Regions from separate parts of the Dromaius novaehollandiae genome. Here region 1 is linked to region 2. Evidence: chromatin contacts called from public Hi-C data. All regions are on one chromosome and are shown on one strand. The core of a region is the stretch at or near the end of the contact, and the rest is flanking DNA. Distances in the headings are between cores, read along the strand shown. Region 1 overlaps SPON1 (spondin 1). Region 2 holds the start of SPON1 (spondin 1).

Region 1 (3,590 bases), core at 590-3,089, 500 kb after region 2:
GGTCTCTGTTCTGCAATGTGCATATTATAGATATATCCTTGATTTAAAGATCAGGTATATAAATAAACATATGTTTGTTATTTTTGCTGTGTACTGTCAGCCTTGAAGAAGTTTTTATTGTTCAGCATTAGATATAAAATTCTGTAGGGAATTCTTAGAAAGTGCTTCTTATATTATAGTAAATCCTTTAAGATACTGAAGTCTGTTGGCAGGCTTTTAAAAAATAATCACTGCCATGTACTTGACAAATATATCAGATTATTATATTCACAGAGAGACATTGATACCTTCCTTCATTATTTTATTAATTTACATTAGACAAATTGTTCCACTGAAATCAAAACAGAGCTCTGTCTGTCATGATAAAAGTCACTTGCATCTCTTTCTTGGAAAGGCAGGATTAATGTCATCAAGCAGTTGGAAACTCTTCTACTCAGAATCTTTAATTCAATATAGGCCAATTTACACAGTAAGAAACAACTTCTGAAGACTCCAAAACACAGCTGGCCACAACATTTTTACAATTAAGCAGTGCCTATTTGTGCAACTTTCCTATAGAAGGGGTACTAAGTACCACCCTAAGTTAGACATCTTGCATTTGATAACATCTGATACTCTCTCAAGGACACTGTCCTTGACCTGTTCTGTTTTTCTAATGTCCTGAGAGCTTTATGAGCCAGAATAAATGCACAAATGAAGTGCCACATGTTTACCGTGAGGCAAGCATTAATAGGAAGATTCTTCTTCTAACTAGAGAAGAACAGTGTATGTGCATTATGTATGCGCAGCTACCCAAAAAGGCAGGATGAGTAACACAGCAACAAGACTTGCATTAAAAATAAACATTTAGGGTCTTCAGATGCTTGTAAAATGATGTGTTTTGGCAGAAACCGAAAAGGAAAAACAAGGACTCTGTATTGGTTCAAGTCCTGTATCTGAAGAAAAACTTGTACTAATTTCAGACCAATTTTTGTTGGAGCAGGTTCACCAAATTTGGGTAATAGTTATCTAGTTTAAGTAACCCAACAGTAGCTGTTGTTCCCAAGGAAGATGCCATGAAGAATTCCAGCTTTTCATCTGAGAAGCAGAAACCTCCAGATCTGATTTTAATTGCTATTTGAATAGGAATGTGGTAATTAGTGGTCAACATCAGAGGTCACTACATGATTTGGCACAATTAACAGTTTCTTCTTAAGAGAAGGGTTGGCAAAGGCTGGATGAATAGAGGTGTTTTCACATCCCCTGCCAGAACCCTGCAAAAGGCTTGGCTGAACTCTGGGGGACTCGCAATAGCCATTCAGTTCTCAGTTAAATGAGCACTAAGACGCTAACTAATGAGCATTTCTCCCTCTCCACCACCACCACAGTTGCACTTCTAAGCACTTTAAAAATTGGAACTCGTATCATCATCTTTTGGTCAAAAGTATCGCAGCAGCCCAAAAGTTCAGGGTACTTCCCTGCTATTTTACTTCAGATTTTTAGCTTGTTGTAGTAAATGTCCTGACAGGCTTTTTTATTGTATGACTGAGATATAAGCATGCTGCTGCAGCCCTTTATTGCTACATCTCTGTCACCCACTAAACCGTACCTATCCTTGCATGATGTCAAAGTTGTTTCTCCAATAGCGGCTGCTTACGGCTGAGAAGAAAACACTGCTGAGCAAGAGTCCTCTCCCAGTCTTGCTCGTCCATCTCTGCACACGAGATACAGTGTCATTCCCACGTTCCATATTTGCCAGTGCGAAGCACCATTTTGCTGCTGTTTAATAGCAAACTGGAATTCAGTTGTTAATAGTCTTCCTATTTGCAATTTGCAGGAGAGCTGCTCCCTCTGCCGAGTTTTCTGTTGATAGGCATCGGCACCTGATGTCCTTCCTCACCATGCTGGGGCCCAGCCCTGACTGGAACGTGGGCCTCTCAGCTGAAGACCTCTGTACCAAGGACTGTGGCTGGGTTCAGAAAGTCATTCAGGATTTGATCCCGTGGGATGCCGGCACAGACAGTGGTGTTACCTATGAGGTATTTGGACTATGTGTAATGTATTCAAGACGTAAGGTTTACCTTAAAGCTGCAAAAAATGAAAGCTGTTTCATCCATGGTAATGTCATATACGACTTTATACTACTTTACTAAAAATTTTGCTGGTGTACATCTTCTTGGGAACCTAGCACGAGGGCCCAATCCCAAAGTGTTAGAGAAGTTCTTCACGACAGAAAAAACTTACTGTTAAGTGTGACCATACTGAGTTCATCTTCTATTGGAATTTGCAAGTTTAGCATTAAGAGACATTTTTATTTCTGCAGATGGATTATACTTTTACTAATAAGTCAAAGTTATTTTAAGCCATATTTATCTTTTGCTTTTTGATTGCAGTCTCCCAACAAACCTACAGTTCCTCAAGAGAAGATCAGACCACTTACAAGCCTAGATCACCCTCAAAGTCCATTTTATGATCCAGAAGGAGGCTCTATCAAGCTGGTAGCCAGAGTGGTAATTGAGAGAATCGCACGCAAGGTAGTATTATGAAATAATATCAAAATAACTTCTCATAAAAGAAAAAAAAACCAACCTTTCCCCCCCTCCCCCGGAACCTTATCCTCCCTGACCAACCTCCAGCAAAGATAATGGCAGAAAATAAGCAAAACTTTTTCTTAAATTTAAAATTGTCTTAAGGTATTGTTTCTCCTACTTGTGCTAATTACTGCATCTGCTTATTGGGGATTTTTTTAAAAATATGCATAGGAATTAGAAGAGAAAAAAAGCGTTACATAAAGAATTATTTAGTGTGTCCTGTTGCTACTGCTGCAAATACAGTATACTGTCTTCCTGAGTGCTTTGTCCAGCTGTGTCTTAATGATTTATGGTGCAACTTTTCCTATATGATTATTTAGTGATTCCCTTTGTGTATGTCACAAACATTCTCTGATATTTAAGCTTGCTTTTCTTAGCTTAAAGTTATTGCTCCATGATAATCCAGTAAAGAATCTTCTTAAGACCAGTCACCTCCTCTTTTAGGAGTCCAGAGAAGGTGTTTAGACCACAGTTGAGTATTTATAAAGTCATTTTGTTCTGTTTGCATTTCAAGAGCATAAGTTAATACATAGCATATGTTGGATCCATATTGATCTAGAATGATAGCCTAGTTGTCCTTTGTATCAAAGAATTCCTTTACCCTTTTTTTTTTTTTTTTTTTTTTTTTAACTTGAAGCCATTGTTCAAATCCTTGCATCTCCTTTTTTGTTCTCCTCAAAGTGTATTGTATTTGTGGAACAATTACACAGTAATGTAGTCAGATGCCCATGCCTGGTGAATTCAATGTACTGTTAGAATATTTCTTTGGCGGATGATGTCCCCTACTTAGGCAGTTCAGACATCCTTTCTTATAACTAAATATAAGTGTATACATATTTAGAAATGTTTCTGTTCATTGCTCTGTTCGGCCAACCTCTCCTTTCTCTTGCTATCACTTTTATGTACCGTAAGTTTTTTAGAGATGAAACTGTGAGACCCATGAATCATTTAAGTGCTATTAAAATGGAGTGAATTGTGAGTTTTCCACTGGAGATCTACACAAAAGTGACTAACTACAGA
Region 2 (3,376 bases), core at 23-2,522:
TGTCCCTTAATGCTATTTTACTATTGCAGGTCTTTGTGTTTAATTATGTTATATAATAATTTGTTGTAGCATCTACATAATTCCTTTAGGACTGCACATGAAATGCTTATGAATTTTTATAAACACAAGCTGTGTATCGCTTTTAGTCTCTCACTGTTTTTGTAAACTATTCTGCCTTAACACAGTGACATTTTTCTCCCTTGCTGGGTGAGCAGTCTTTTGCAGTGCAGCCATTTTGAAAAGCACAGGGTGCTATGGCTGAGAATGCCAAGCCTCTGAGCACTTCCTTGATGATTTGTAAGAGAATGCTCAGGTGTTGCAGCCTGCTCCAACTGGAGTCCAACTGAAGGGGGAAAAAAAAAGCTAGTAGATGGAAGACGGAGGTTTAGTTGTTCAGTGTGTCATAATTATTTTAAAATTATTGGTATGAGAAAAAAATTGCTGCATACCTTTTGTTCATGAATTTTGTTCAGACTTTTACATCAGTTGATTTAGACTTTGCTGCTTTTTTCTCAGCAGTAAAAATACATTTAACTGATTTGCAAAATGATAAAGTTGTGAGAAGTATCTAAAAATTTCTGATCTGAATTATTCACCAAGCTCTCTCCTTGTGCAGGCTGTCATCAGTTCTACAGTGCTGCAAAGCTAATTTCTCAGAGAGATAAGAAGTGAGCATGATGGCTGCAGATCTGTTTTCCTCCTGCAACTTTATTTTTTTCATCTGTTGGGGGGGGGGGCAGAGAGAGAGGGGGAGAGAGAGCGAGCTTTGTATGTTTGGTGAGAAAGCAAGATTTATTATCCTTCTTTTAATTTGTTTTGGAGGCATTGCTTACTGAGGACACACTATGTACTGAACAGAGTGTACTAATTAAGTACCAGGAGGCAGACCAGCCCATTTACTTGAGACTTTGCCACAGAAATGTTAATTGTTTACATAATTTTTTTTTCTTTTTGAATGATCTACACAATATCTACTACCTACCAGCCAGTTGATTAGCGCTACTCTCCCACCTTGTCAAAGACAAGGGAAGCATTCCTGCTTCTCCTGGACAGGAAATTATTTTTCTCGCTACTTGGCTTTTTGGCAGTGATGGTAGAGCTGGCTTAATGATTTACATTAGGTGACAATATTTTGTGTGTATGCTGTGTTCGAGTTGCTTCACGATTTGGGGTCAGCAAGAATTCTTTTCCATGCTAGTAAGGGAAAATATTTTAACTAGAATGCTTGAATGCTAATTAAAGGAGCTCTCATTCAAGTTTGTAATTTTGCTCAGGGAAGAGGTTAGTTATGGGGATCTTCCTTCAGAGCTATATCCTGTGAGGTAGGGCATGCTGGGGTCCTTTTCTGCTTTGGCACTTAAGACTTGGAAAATGTGACTGCATTAAGGTAATACATATGCAAGATAGGGGATCCTGGAGTTTCTAGATAGCTGTATGTGGAATAAATTGCAACTATTTGCTTAAACCGGAAGCTGTGTGTAGAAATTTTATCTTTTGCCTTCAACGGGCAACACAAGCTAACAGCTCTTGAAGAAGGATGTTATGATATGCCTATTCGTTTCATGTAATCTTGGGCAAAAAGTATGGATGTGTACACTAACATGAAAATAACAGAGTTCAGTGTTATATGATCTGGGATAAACCAGACTGATACTTTTTTGTGATCTGAATTGCTCCCTCAGATCTCCCCTTTTGTTCATATTTTAAAAAGCTTTTGAAAGAAGACAGCAAAGAAGATCTCCTAAAAACAATGCTTCTGACAAGCAGAAAGGAGCATATTTCTCATGAAATAATCTATTTTGTATGAATTCCTTCACAGTTTAACAGGATGGGAGAGACTTGAGAGTCTTGCTCTGTTTGATTTCATTTACTCCATCTTTATTCCTGTATAATTGTGCTGTCTTAACTAGATGTATTTCTAATTAACAGTGAATTGCCAGCCGAACAAGGCTTTATCTTAAGTGAATGGGGACATTGACAATTTGGGAGTGTTTTTAAAATAAAGGGCCTAACTCTGCTATCTAACATCAAGTAATTAATTTATATCTAGGAAAGAAATGAAATAATACACTGCCATACTATGTGAATAAGTGTGGTATGACTTTGTGTGAATTCTAAAATTTGATATAGAATTTTTAACTTATCTCCCTTTAGAGAGGCATCTAATTTTATTTGTATAATTGACATAGAGATGGTCACAGCAGATTGGTGGGGATGTCAAGAAAGAACCCTCTGTTTTACTTGCTTTACATGTATCGCTTAGAATATCATCGTAAAAAGAGTTTATTTCTTGTGGTTTATTTTATATATTTGTGCTATCACAAAAAACATTGGATGTCCACATTTAAATATCCTTTTGAGAAAATTCTATAAAATATTATGCTAACATATAATGACAGCTGATTTCAACCATAGGAGGGAAGACTCCTCTAAAATGCCAGTAGTAAAAGTGCATTTACTCAGTTTCAGTATATTTTTTAATCTACTACTGTTGCATAGACAGATGTATGCATTATAGCAACACCTGTTTATTTCTGCTTTGCTTTAAAAGTTACTTTTCTCTTTCAGAAACCTACATTTCTGTGTATCACTTGCATATCTAGCTTTGAAGATTTGTTTTAAAATAGTTATGTTACATTAATAAATCTCTGTCTTTAGAGGGTTGATACTCTTCTTAGTAGCACTGCTTTTCAATTTCTCTCTTCTTTGGATGTTAGCCTTAAATTGCAAATTAAAGATTAAAGATATTTCAGGAATTGGCAAGAATTCTGAATCGTAATTTATTGAGCTTGACATGATTTGACTTAATCACAGGCCCTGATATTTTCAGTGTTCTTAGGAATACATAAATTATTAAAAGAAAAACAAAATGTGAGGAAATGCCAGCCAGTCAAGCTCAGAAAGGTAAGCAATTTCATAAATATCACAGCCTAAATGAAGCATTTTTAATTCCCTTGCAGATGACTGAAGAACTGATTTTCTGGTCTCACCTAGTTGCTTTGGCTGCAGTAACAACTATGTCTAAAATGAAGTACTGAGGACATCCATTAAAATGATGATTTGTAATTCAGCTCTGAAATTATTGAAGCTTTGGGGAACTAAAAGGCAAGTTTCTTATATTTACTAAGTGAATCCACCAATTTCTAATACCAGAGTGCTGTAGAATAAAAGTAATTTCATTTAAGCACCAGAGAAAAATACCATTAATAATTTAAACAGTTGTTGCTTAAAATGAAAACAATTAAATTAAGCACTTTGCGTGCAGAATATAGTTCCTGGACTGCAGCAAGTGAAATACAGACCACAGCTCTTGCTGTGCCTCTTCAGCACTAGAAAGAGCCACATTTGAGGGTCTACAAGAAAATGTGTATTTCAC

What was found. A called contact is a pair of places that touch in the nucleus more often than the background predicts.
Region 1: a contact with region 2 is called in a Hi-C map of brain, with 4 times the contacts expected there. The contact joins the enhancer-like site here to the promoter of SPON1 in region 2. A contact is called at or near these places in 2 of 4 Hi-C or Micro-C datasets (brain and ovary).

The regions. Positions count from the first base shown.
Region 1 is chr5:59,008,547-59,012,136 of bDroNov1.hap1, forward strand. SPON1 (spondin 1) reads left to right here. Exons shown (of 19, transcript XM_064512947.1): 11 at 1,817-2,018; 12 at 2,373-2,513. Among named protein-coding and RNA genes, the nearest start is that of SYT9, 120 kb to the right of the region's middle. Within about 2 kb of position 1,840, at least 2 of the 2 cell types and tissues checked have open chromatin away from gene starts, as enhancers often do.
Region 2 is chr5:58,510,401-58,513,776 of bDroNov1.hap1, forward strand. SPON1 (spondin 1) reads left to right here and starts at 1,273. Exons shown (of 19, transcript XM_064512947.1): 1 at 1,273-1,387; 2 at 2,961-3,105.